2 separate regions of the Danio rerio genome follow, and region 1 is linked to region 2. Evidence: chromatin contacts called from public Micro-C data. All regions are on one chromosome and are shown on one strand. The core of a region is the stretch at or near the end of the contact, and the rest is flanking DNA. Distances in the headings are between cores, read along the strand shown. Region 1 holds the start of tex11 (testis expressed 11). Region 2 holds the start of slc25a43 (solute carrier family 25 member 43).

Evidence for each region. Hi-C and Micro-C count contacts between places; a contact is called where the count stands out from the background.
Region 1: a contact with region 2 is called in a Micro-C map of caudal fin, with 6 times the contacts expected there. The contact joins the promoter of tex11 here to the promoter of slc25a43 in region 2. A contact is called at or near these places in 7 of 18 Hi-C or Micro-C datasets (caudal fin, embryo, gastrula embryo and 2 more) and 1 of 4 datasets of contacts at active chromatin or transcription factors (gastrula embryo).

What each region holds. Positions count from the first base shown.
Region 1 is chr14:37,595,447-37,601,763 of GRCz12tu, forward strand. tex11 (testis expressed 11) reads left to right here and starts at 1,433. Exons shown (of 31, transcript XR_012389866.1): 1 at 1,433-1,583; 2 at 1,817-1,932; 3 at 2,122-2,206; 4 at 4,449-4,528; 5 at 4,702-4,782; 6 at 5,260-5,376; 7 at 5,449-5,529; 8 at 5,626-5,711. LOC141377555 (a long non-coding RNA gene) reads right to left here and starts at 1,987. Exons shown (of 2, transcript XR_012389889.1): 1 at 1,755-1,987; 2 at 393-731.
Region 2 is chr14:37,437,571-37,443,709 of GRCz12tu, forward strand. slc25a43 (solute carrier family 25 member 43) reads right to left here and starts at 2,926. Exons shown (of 5, transcript NM_001004497.2): 1 at 2,570-2,926. The coding sequence starts at 2,841. All of the region lies in intron 2 of si:rp71-46j2.8 (a long non-coding RNA gene), which reads left to right.

The DNA.
Region 1 (6,317 bases), core at 183-2,682, 160 kb after region 2:
CCAAAGTAATTGATCCCTGATTTTTTTTCATTGAAGTATATAATTTTAGATTACAGATGTTCATTGGTATTTAATGTTAACAGATTTAAATGCAGATTTAAATGCTGATAAAAGCCACCATGTAAAGTGTATTATGCAGTAAATTGCAACATTTAGTTTTTGAATTAGAAAGATTAAGAGATAAATTCTTGTAAAATAAAAGCTAGTCATTTTTTACCTTTTTCTTTTTTTCCCAAAGCATTTATAGACAATACATTTCAGGTTATGTCTTCAGGTTTGGCAGCAGATGTTTTACAGAGATATTTCTCGAATACACAATATTCGGCCTAGCATTGACCTTTCATACCCAAGTCTAACTGTGAGATGAAATATTTTTAAACCTGGCACAGATGTATAAATACGCCTGTTTATTATTATTTTAATATTATTTATGTTGCAGACTTTAGGAAATCTTGTGTCCATCTCTCTGACCGCATGTCACAAGGATCATGTTTGTTTTTTTCGTTCTCCTGTGCAATCAAGCCCTCTGAACTGATCACATTTCCCTCAGACCAGTACGGTGGCTAGATAAGACTCAGGCAGAAACAATTGCTGGAAGCCGAGCATGCAGAGGAGTGGGCTTTTAAGACATCTTATTTTTGAATCTAGTGCCGTGAACACAATAAGAGACTTCACAAACCATTCTGTGTACGCAGCTTGAGCTCTTTCCTTCAGCTCAACAATGACCTCCCCTGTTAAAACAAAAAGCTCAGCGTTATCAGCACATACTTTCTTTGGGGTGAATGAGGTTTTAACTAGCAGAAGGTGATGAATATTATGTTTAAACAATGCTATTATACTATGTAATGGGCCAGACCTTTCAACACGGAAATTCTGAATATCAAAAGAGCAGGCCTAGTTCTCCATTTATCTTAAAATATTATTTAGAGCGCTTGTTTCTGAGGCTTTTATATTTCATTTTTATATTCTATTACTATTTATAATAAAAGTGCATTTAATATAGTGGAAATTGTGCGCTATAATGTAACTAAATATTAAATTTAAGTTTATTTGTACAGAGCTTTTTACAGTAATTATTGTTTCAATGCAGCTTTACAAAAGATGCACATTTTTGCATTACAATCACATAATTGCATTACTTTAATTAAGTAAACCTCAGTTACTTAAGTTACAATCAAATAGCAGTTATTATATACAGACACATGCAATTTTATAGCATATGAGTGATGTCCAAATAGCAAAATGATTGTAGTTGTTAATATTAATGAGGCTGGATTATTAATCTTGGCTTCACCACGCCAAATAAATTGTGTGAACCTGAATGAAATATTTTAGGGAGACATGATGAGTAACAGCAAGTTAAAAACCGTGTGTGAGACACCACCTTGCGGTCACTCAGCGGTATTACACTCCGGCTGAAGCGCGTCCTCGTGCGTGTTTTGGCGGGGAGCGGTCGCGAGGGGCAGCGTTGGTTTTTTTCCAGTCACACAGAAACTTCATACAAAATACAACCTTTTAAAATTACTTCAGATTTTTTAGATACACAAAATATAATATGGAGCAGTTTGCTGTCGAAGTAAAAGGTACGTTTGCGGTAAAAGAAAGATATGTGGTACCAGTCAATTCAATGTATAAAAGATACGCTATTGTGTATTTACTATGAGATGAGCTATTGTGTTTTTTTACAAAACAATTATTTATCTTACATATTTTAAGTGATATTAATATAATGACAAATAACAGTTTCAACTTACCTTTTGTAAGTAATTTAACAGGTTATGTGAAGATATTTCGTGGTTTGACGTTCCTTTCACAGACCTGTCAGAGAAACTCCTCCACAGACAGAGCCATTCAGACTTGGATGAAGTGATTGATTCCCTCTTCAAGGAGATTTTAACTCTAGATGAAGCTGCAAAACTACAGGATTCACAGGTGTGGAAAATACACTTCTTTTGAAATCTACGGAAGCCCCCAGGGATCTTGTAGCGTTGTGTTTTGAAGACATGACGTCTTTATTTTGTTCTCGACATAAATATATATTATTTCGTATTTTAAGTTAACATCTTACACAGAAATCAGGTAATTGTGGTTCAATATTTAATAATTTAGTTGTTTTTGTAGCTGGAGGAAATCGCCATCCAGTTGTGGAACTGGGCTGTCACCAAACGTGTTGGCACCTCAATTACAGAAGAGCAGAAGGCCAAAGGTCTGTCCTTGTATTAGTCTTTTGTTTTATTAACTTTAATATAAATTAGATTTTTTTTTAAATAATAATACATGTATTAATTAGGCCTAATAATTATAATTAATAATGATTTTACTTGCCTGTATTAAGTATCTATTTAATACTGTTGGGGGTTTCAATCTGTAGTCTGGGAAATGTAGAAATGTTTAATAAATTAAAATAATTGGTCAATGTAGTTAATACAATTTTAAACATGTTTAAATTAGCCTTTTATGGACGCACAAATGAACATACTAGCAGGAGCGGACTTAATCAATAATCAAAGTTAGCAGCCGCCTAGGGCCCCAGGGAATTATGGGTCCCTGACCAATGCCAAGAAGCCTATATTAATCATATATCTCGTTTATACATTTTTTAAATCATATGTTGTAAAATCTGTGTATAGAGTCTGTTCAAATAAAATAACATTGCTCAGTGAAAATGAACGGCTGCCGATTCACAAACAGCAATTATTCAGTTAACTTAAATGATCGTGAATTAAATTTGTTAAAACTTTTTTATTTACTTATATCAAAATCTTTTCACCAAAATGGCTCATTTAGTTTAAATAGTTGCAAATTACTTGTTTTTTTTTTTTATTTGTGAATGTATTACATTTAATTTTAAATAAAAAAGAAAAAGCTTCCAGTAAATATAAAAATATAGAAAATATACTTTTTTATATACTTTTTATATATATTTATTTATTTAAATACTTTAACATGCTGTTTATTTACAATAATAATAATCTACAGAGAAAAAAAATGTATAAGAGAATGTTTTGAGTTTCAGTGCTAGGGCCCCATACCCAGAATTGCTTAGGGCCCCTGAATCACTAAATCCAGTATATATTTTAATTTAATGCCATGTCACCAATTAAAGCTATTGTCATGGCAAGAACATTTCAGTTACAAGTATCCAATCAAATATGAACAAAAATTTGTACATAAATTAAATAAGATGTTTAGTGTTTAACCAAGTCTAGTTTTAAAATGTCTTAAAACTTTGCGTGAGATTTTAGGTTGTATTTCATACAATTTGTTATTTTCCAATGCATCCCACTCCTCTTGCCACTTATTTAAAATGTAAACATTGATAAAATGTCTCATCTCTGGCATTTGTTCACCACTTGTTTCAAAGCATCCTTAGCAGCCACATCAGCTCACTCATTTCCTGAAAGTACAAGATGTCCTGGAACCCAATAAAAAATGGTATGACAAAACTGGTTTTGTAGATGGTGAACTTTAGTTAAACATTATCAATGAAAGGATGATCATTTTTTGAAGATTCCGTCACTTGGAGGCATGATTTGGAGTCTGAAAAATTATTCTTTTGTTGGACATTTTCTATATATTCCAAGTAAAAGTAAAGCACAGGCTTCAGCTATGAATATTGAGCATTCTTTTGGCAGACTAATTTCATAACGATGTTCAGCCACCATTACTGCAGCTACGCTCCTTTCCACTTTTGAACAGTCTGTAAAAATTGGTAAGTGTAGAGCAGGTGTGACCAACCCTGTTCCTGAAGTTCGACCTCCCTGCAGATTTCAGTTGCAACCCATATGAAATACACCTGCCTGTAATTATCAAGTGCTGTTCAGGTCCTAATTAATTGGTTCAAGTGTGTTTGATCAGGGTTGGAGCTGAACTTTGCAGGAAGGTCGATATCCAGGAACAGGGTTGAGCACCACTGGTGTCGAGAATATTGGCTTCTACTAGTATAAAGAAGACAAACAATTGTAAAAAAAAAAAAAAAACATAATTTAACGATAGTACAATAATTTTAGTATAAACATTATTAAATTTAATCAATTAATTATGCAAAATGTCAATTAATAGATGCAGATTTTGTTAATATGTTGTTAAAAATAAATAATTATATAAATGTGTATATAGTTAATATATTATAAAATGTGCTAATGCAATAGAGCTATATAATTAATAATATTTTGGACATTTATAGCAACATTTTACAGTACAATTTGTGACTTTTACACAAGAAACCTTAGATGCATTTAGCATTTTAGGATAGGTTCATGGCATCTAAACAGTTGTAAACCCCTGTATTACAGTTTTTGGGTGCCAATCAATCTTTGTTTTCTATCACTGACAGAGATATAGTTAATATCCTTGAATACAAACAAATAAAAATGTTAAAGTGTATCCCAGATGTTTACATAGATGTCAATTATTTAATTATTTAATACTCTACAAATTTGTTTTAGTGCGTCATGTGGCATGCAGACTTCTGTATTCATGCGGGCCTGAGAACCCATCAGAGAGTATCGTGCGCAAGCAAATACTGGTTAGTGAAAAATTATTTCCAGCAGTCTTGTTTATTAGCTTGTACTAATTTGACATTCACACAGAAGTCAGTAATAAAGTGGTTCATGCATATGCACAGTACATTTGTTTATTTCCATCCCTTGTGCATGCTCCTTGCATATTTGACTGAAATCTTACTTGTTTGTTTCTCAGATGGCCAGTAAAACTGGGAGAACATGGCTCGATTGTAAAAACTCCAAGTCTGCGGATGCTTTTTTGAGCATGGCTGTCAATGTATGTATGAATTCATTGAAAAAAACAGACAATATTGGCGGAACAAGAAAAAATTGCATATAATAAATAAATATATAATGCTATTGTGTGGTGGAATATTGATAAGTACCCATAATTATTTTTCACATTTTGGTAGTGTACTTACTGTAGGGTGTTTTGGGTTGACTTTTCCAATACTATTTAAAACTTGGTTACTCTCTGAACCCAGCCCGTCTCGTTGTAAATTTATTATTTATTTAATGCTTTTTCTGGATAAATTTTACATCCATAAATGAAAAAAAATAAATTCTAAGTAACTCCTTTTTTATTTTCAGAAACGATTTTGATAATATGTGAACTAGGGCTGCAGGATGCTATTAAAATTTTCTACAGTTCTGCAGTCTTTGTAAATATTTTTTTCTTGCATCGAAATAAATAAGACACAATAATATTGACGTAATACATGAATAAGAAACCACAAATATGCTACTTTTACAGAGCCTGGAGACTCTTTACAGCAGACTAACATCCCATGGAGATGGAGAAGATATGAACACACCAAAGGGCGACATAGAGAAAGACCTGTTGCGGATTTTGTCTTATCAGGCAGAATCTGTTAGTAGAGATTGCTTAGCATGTGCAAATGTGTGTATTTTTTTATATGCAAGTTTATTTTTGCTTTTATAGGCAGTATCTCAAGAGCAACACCAAGTGGCAGTGTCATGCATACAGCGATGTAAAGAAATCCTTCTACGCCTCCCTAAAGAGGTGGACAAAGTGGTGCAATTTTTAAATTCTGATTTAAGAGAGCGAAAATTTATAGTATAAATGGAAATAATGCTGCCTCTGTGAAATCCTGTTTAGACTGGCTATCTCTCCCTCATCTGTTACAACTTTGGGGTTGACACTTACAGTCAGGGAAAGCATGAAGAGAGCACATTTTGGCTTAGGTAAGGATCTCTGTAATAATATAATAAATATACTAAATAATAAACTCTCTGGTTTTCTCCCACAGTCCAAAAAACATGCATCATTAGTGAATTGATTAATCTAAATTAGCACTTTAGTAGAGCTCTTAACCAGCTGTATATCTCTCTCTATATAACAATTTTAATCTGTCATCAGCTCTAAATAAGGGGAAGTTCTTGAGACTAACCTGAGCTTAAACTCCCCTCTCGCTCTAATGGGAGAAAGCCCAAGGCTCAAGGACATTGACCTCAGGGCTTTCTCCTGGGGCAGCATGCCAAACTTGCTTCATAAATTAATCATCAGCTAAGTGTTAACTTGGTAAAAATAATCTGATTTGGTGTTCACGAAAAATTTCTTAATGTTTTTGTGGACGCTGTGATATCCGTTTTCATGAGGATTATTTAAATAGAAAGTTCAAATGAACAGCATTCATTTAAACAGAAGTATTTTATAACTCTTTAATTGTCCTTGCGGTCACATCTTCAATTTAATTACTAATTTTTTATAAAAATATTAAAAGGTCTTCCAAAGAAAGACCCAAAACTGACCCAAAACTTTTGTGCAATATTGCCACAACATTAGTGTTG
Region 2 (6,139 bases), core at 1,676-4,175:
CTTTGATCCATATTTTTAACAGGACTGTTATATCTATATGCAGAAATATAATGTAGATAATATATATGTTGAGAGCTCATTATTGCATAGACAGACATTTAGACATATGAACAAATATATTAGATTAATAACCAACAACAACATAAGCTTGCACTGGAGATATTTACACGTATTCTTTTCAGAGGAACATGGTGTTCAAAACAGGTCAGAATACACCCTCCACTCTTTTCCTGGAATACTGGAACACCATGTACGGGTCTTTCTAAAGGCATTTCCGGTGTCTCTGTTAACCCCTGCAGCATGTGAAAGTACACGTGACCAGTACAACAATGGAGTACTTTTGTTTATGGACAGGCAGAGGCTAAGCTCCTGTGAAGCGCATAGTTCATATCCATGGAAACGCCACAGCTGATACTGCTATGGCAAGCTGTTTGAGCATTTACCCTAAAAAACATACCAGCATCTACTTTCATGCTACCAGTACTTAATTTTAGATACTAACGTCTTTGTCATTAATTTAGTATTAATACTCTATTCTTATCTACGAGTGTTTTAGGTACTATAATGGTTATTTAATATATGCACGATCTTGTTTATTAGATACTAGTACTTATTTCAACAGTAACTTGTAAATATTGTCTTAATTAACTTTTTTTATTACTTTGAATGGTATGGAAATTTATTATTGACCTAACAACTATTTAATTATGAATAGTATCTATATTCCAATGACTCATTACTGCCCAGGGCCGTTTATATCAAAGTTGATATTTAGCCGCACCATGTTGGTGTTTCGTAACATCTAATTTTTATGAGATGGGTCGTTAGCCTAACGCTCAAACCCCAACCTGAAGGACCAGGACATACACACATACACCACAGACAATTTAGCCTACCCAATTCACCTATAGCGCATATCTGTAGACCAGCGAACTTCTTGCTGTGAGGTGACAGCACTACCCACTGCGCCACCATGCCACCCGTTTATTTAATACAGGTTTATTATTTGTAACATACTTGTATTTACTAGTAGTTATTCTATTTTTGAATCATCCATAAATTAATAGTAATTATTCCAATAGTTACTATTATCTTTATGAATATTTCCAATAGGAATATGAAAAATATGATTACTTATTCACTATTAGATATTGTGATAGATTCATTAGCTATCAGTACCTGTTAAAATGGTAGTTTTTTTGTTAGGCATTAGTTCTTATTTATTATACACTAACATATTTTGTAATTATTGCTATAATTATTCTTATCTCACTAGTATCCATTTTATAGGTTATAGGCGTATAGACCAGCATATAATAAGTACCAGTGTCTAATAAATAATAACTATAGTATTTCATAAAATAATGTGTATCTAATGAGCTATTCCATGCAAATGTCAACCTTGTCATGAAAAAAAAGAAACGTTTTCACCAAAATAGTGAAATCCTTAAGTAATTTTTCCTTAAGATACTATTCATAATTATTTTTTGTGTGTGTGTGTGTGTGTGTGTGTGTGTGTGTAGGCTTGTATTTGATTTACCAAAGTCACACCAGGGGCAATATCACATCTTATTGTTCTTTAGTAAGCCAACTCTCATCCTTTTGATTAGAATTGTTTCTTTTGGGTTGTGCAGTTTACTTCACAGAATTTCTACAAAATATGCTGTATACTGTAAATTTGTTTTTTAGTCACATCCACAACAACATCCATTATTTTCTCTCATTTTAAGTATAAAAATGTTTACAGATTGATATTTTTCTGATCCCATAACTCTGTGATTAGTTGTTTTGGAAAATATAAACAGATGTTTTAATATAATGTTAATATATACTTTCTCTGTGAATTATTGTTTTGAGTTTTTACTGCAAACGTCACATTTATAATGCTGGAATTGCTCATTTGCTCTTATATATATTAAAAAAAGGTTCTAATGAATAAGCACAATTAGCTATTTAAGAAGTGTTAGTCTTACAGGGAAAAGATAAGTATCTAAATATAGATAACAGTAACATGAAAATAGATCATATTACAGTTTATAGATTAATGTTATGTCAGCTTGCCATAATACTGGTACTGTACTCATTTTATGAATGCGCTAATTTTATGACTTCACAGAAATCAGACCACGCCTACTATGTGACGACACATCAACGTGCTCGTTTTTTGAGCAACGTGATTGGTTATGAATAAAGGCGTGATGTGATACGTCAGGATGAACTTATGTAAACCCCCTGCTAACGAATTAACAAAAGCTAAACTAAATAAAGAAATTAAATAACATTTTGTTTAAACGTCCTCTCTTAAATCTGACATCCCACGCACATTTAAACGTGTTAATTATATCTCATAATCAATAATTCAATCATTTACATTCATCTGCTTTCAAACGCTATCGAGTTAACGCGTCAACTTCCTGTTGTGTTTGTTTACCATGACAGCTGATCGAAAAGTTTATCTTATCTTTAAACAGAATACTCAAAACTGTTAAACCTACACTTGAGGTAAACGCTAATCACAAAGTACGCATTTGTGTGAATATTGAAGTATAATAAAAGGTATAATACTTACTTTTTGTACGTTGCTAAATGTATGGCACTGTAGGGAAACAGCCGTAGACAGGAAACCATGTTACCCTTCCAAAATGCTCGAAGTCCCTCATTCTGACAAATTAAAACAAAGCTGTCCAGGAAGCCGCGTTTACAGTGAAATGTTCCTACTTGGCTCAAAATCTTGACGACTTCCAACGGCGAAGTTACAGTTTTGCTAAAAATCCCGGCAAAACCGACGCACATCAAACTTTGCGAACTCGTCAGTCGAGCATCCTTTTTGACTGTTGCCATACTTCATTCGAAAGATTCCCCCTTTAACCGTTCACATAAAAACAACAGATGTGGGAATGACCACACTAACGGTTTTGTTTATCATACAGCCGTCCAGCTGCAGAGTAACTTGTCATCCAGCAGGCTGTCCAATTGGTGGATATTTTGGTGAAGGCGGGGTGTCGCCTGTGCAAGTTTGGTTGCATGAAAAATCAATCAATAATACCTGTCAAAAAAGCTATAGATGGAAAGAAATTGCTATAACTCATATCGTGTCCCAGACAGCCACAAATAAAGTAAACATGTTTATATTTTTCGCTTTACGTCAACGAAATAGACGCATATGTGTAATGTAGTGTAGGCTGATCCTCTTCTTGTTTTTGTTTTCGATTATATATTTGAATAACAAAGCTTAAAATGGCATTTTAAAGTAGGCTATGTGACCGTGGACCACATTACCAGATATATTAGTAAGAATAGCCAACCATACAGGTGTATGAGGCAAAATTATCGATATTTTTATGACAAAACTCATTGTGATATTACGTAAAGATCATGTTTCAATGTTTCAGGCATTTGGTCAAATTTCTACCGTAAATAGGAGAGAATTGCAACAAGACGTATTCCTCCATTCAGGAAGGATCTAAATCAGGGGTGCCCAAACGTTTTCAAGGGCCAAAAAGCAAACTTGATTGAGGGCTGTGAGTCGAAGTTGTACCAAATATAACATTAAACGTGACATGTGTAATTTCTTCATTTATTTGCTAATATTTAAAACTAACTAGAAAACGTTGCTTTAAAATGTATTAAGTGATGATGCTTTATGATTTTTTTTAGCATTTTCTAATGAGCATATTACAGTAAAAACATAAACAGTCCTATTCATAACACCATAAAGTTCAATGCTGAATACACAAGTCGAGCTGTTCCTACCTTGCCTTGATTTGCTCACCAATATCTTGTGCATTGTCCTTTATCTGACAGTATTTACGTTTTAAAAGTGTGATTAATTTACATTTAATTCAAACCTTTCATTTTAGTTGGCTTAATGTAAACTAGAGTTTACGTTAAATTCAAAATGATTATTTCTGTCAAAGGTATTTGCCCCAATCAACTCCCCATAATTCTCCATCTCTTTTCAGACGGGATGGCAGGCAAAATCAAAGGTTTCCATGGGCCAACTTTGGCCATCTCTGAGCTAAAGTGATGATATTGATACTACATATTCTCAGTTAGACCCTCCTTTAATCTGAGAGAAATCGGCCATATGTGAAAAAAAGTTAATTAAATAAATAAATAAATAAATATATATATATATATATATATATATATATATATATATATATATATATATATATATATATATATATATATATATATATATATATATACTTTTACGACAGAAACGTGCACGAGCAGTTATCTAGATTATTTAAACTGAACTCAGACTAGTCAGATCAAATGATCTTTAACTTGCTGTTATGGAACCAATTTTTTGTTATGCTGTTATGGAACCAAGCGTGGACGTTTAGTTCAGCTCATTGAAGTCAGGCTTTTGACTTTAATCTCCGCTTTTCTTAACCACTTTTATGAAATAGCCCCCAGGTTCGTTAATTTATTTACTGCTTATTTGTGTGCGGCAATCCAAAGTAACCATACTTGACCAGCAGATGGCAGCCTTGTCTCAAAAAAGAGACAGAATCTTGTAAACAAAAACATTTCAAATGTAAAACATTCTTCTCAAAACAGTCTTCCCAAGTTATGACCACACAAGTCTTAAGAAGCATAATTTCAATAGAGCAAACTATGGCTTCCTCATATGTGGAAAATATAAATAAAGAACATAAATATACAAATTCAAATTTTAATTGCCAAATAAAACATTAATAAAATTCTTATTCTTCCAATGAAGCTTGCACCATACTTCATGTAGTTTGATTATTTATTTATTCATTCATTTATTTATTTTAGCAGTTATTGACTTGCTTGTAGGGCTATATAAATATTAGGGTCAGAAACAACTAAAATAAATTCTAACAAGGTGCAATATATTGATTAAAAGTGACAGTGGCCATTTAACTTAATGTCACAAAAGCTTTCTGTTTTTAAATATAAGCTATTTTACTTGAATTATTTGATTATTAACATTTTAATTACAACATAAATATGGATTTCACAAGATATATTCATAATTTATTTTAAAAGAAAAAAATGTGTCTTAAACATCAAATCAGCATATTATATATATTTTGTAACACAGAGGCATTTTAAAATTTAGTAAAATAGGATTTTTTTTTGTAAAAATATATGCAATTTTTTCTGTATATATATTCCTATAGATAGCCTTTTTGAGCATATTAGACTTACATTTTTCTTAAATTATTATTCTATATTAAAAAAATACATTTTATTACCCCAATTTGTACATGATTCAATATACAAAATAAACATGTAGTTACTGAGATACACCTTCAACATATTGAACAGACTAAAAAAAGGTATAAATACAAGAATCCAGCAGATGGCAGTCTTTACCCAAAACCACACAATTTACAAATGAGCAATGGTGTTAATCTCTGATATAATGAAGTTATGCATGTAAAGCATTAGGAGAAGAAAGCAAATGAGGAAGATCATTTCAATGTGATATCTTAGGTTAATAATGTGTTGTAAATATCTAAATGCATTTATAAGCACATACTACCCAACATAGCACAGCACTGTTTTACTACATGTGCACTTAATGTGATTATATTTACCAATTGCAACAGCTATAATTAGTTCATCAGGGAATTAATTAATCTTGTTCATGAAGCCCATGGTTTGAATATAAGTTTTTATCTCTAAAGCACACACTGATTTTGTTCATGCTCTGTTTGTGTTAACAATTTTTAATCCCCCAAAGGACGAGTCGTGTAAACAATCTCCTCTATGCCACTCATACCCTGACATGACAACAAACGCAATAAAGGATGCCACATTGCGGCATGTTGCCCAATGTATGAAAATGAGCACATGAGTCCCCCTAATTTCCCAGCAGGGTCTTGTAGTTCCTTTCCTGTCAGAGTTAGTGTTTGTTTTCAGCCTGTATCCCCCTGCGATGTGCGCCTCCCTCCCCTGCTGAGTCGACAACCTCAGCTGCCTGTGAAGAGCCCACCTCCTGTCTGTAGCTCGGCCACTTGGCTTTTTCACAAAGGCTACTGGAATAACAGTGTCCCGAGAAGGAAATGATAGTCTGTTCAAAAGAGCCTCTATGCCACTGCATTGCAACTTGAGGGGGGGTGGGGGGGGGGGGTTGTTTTGAGCATTATAATATTGC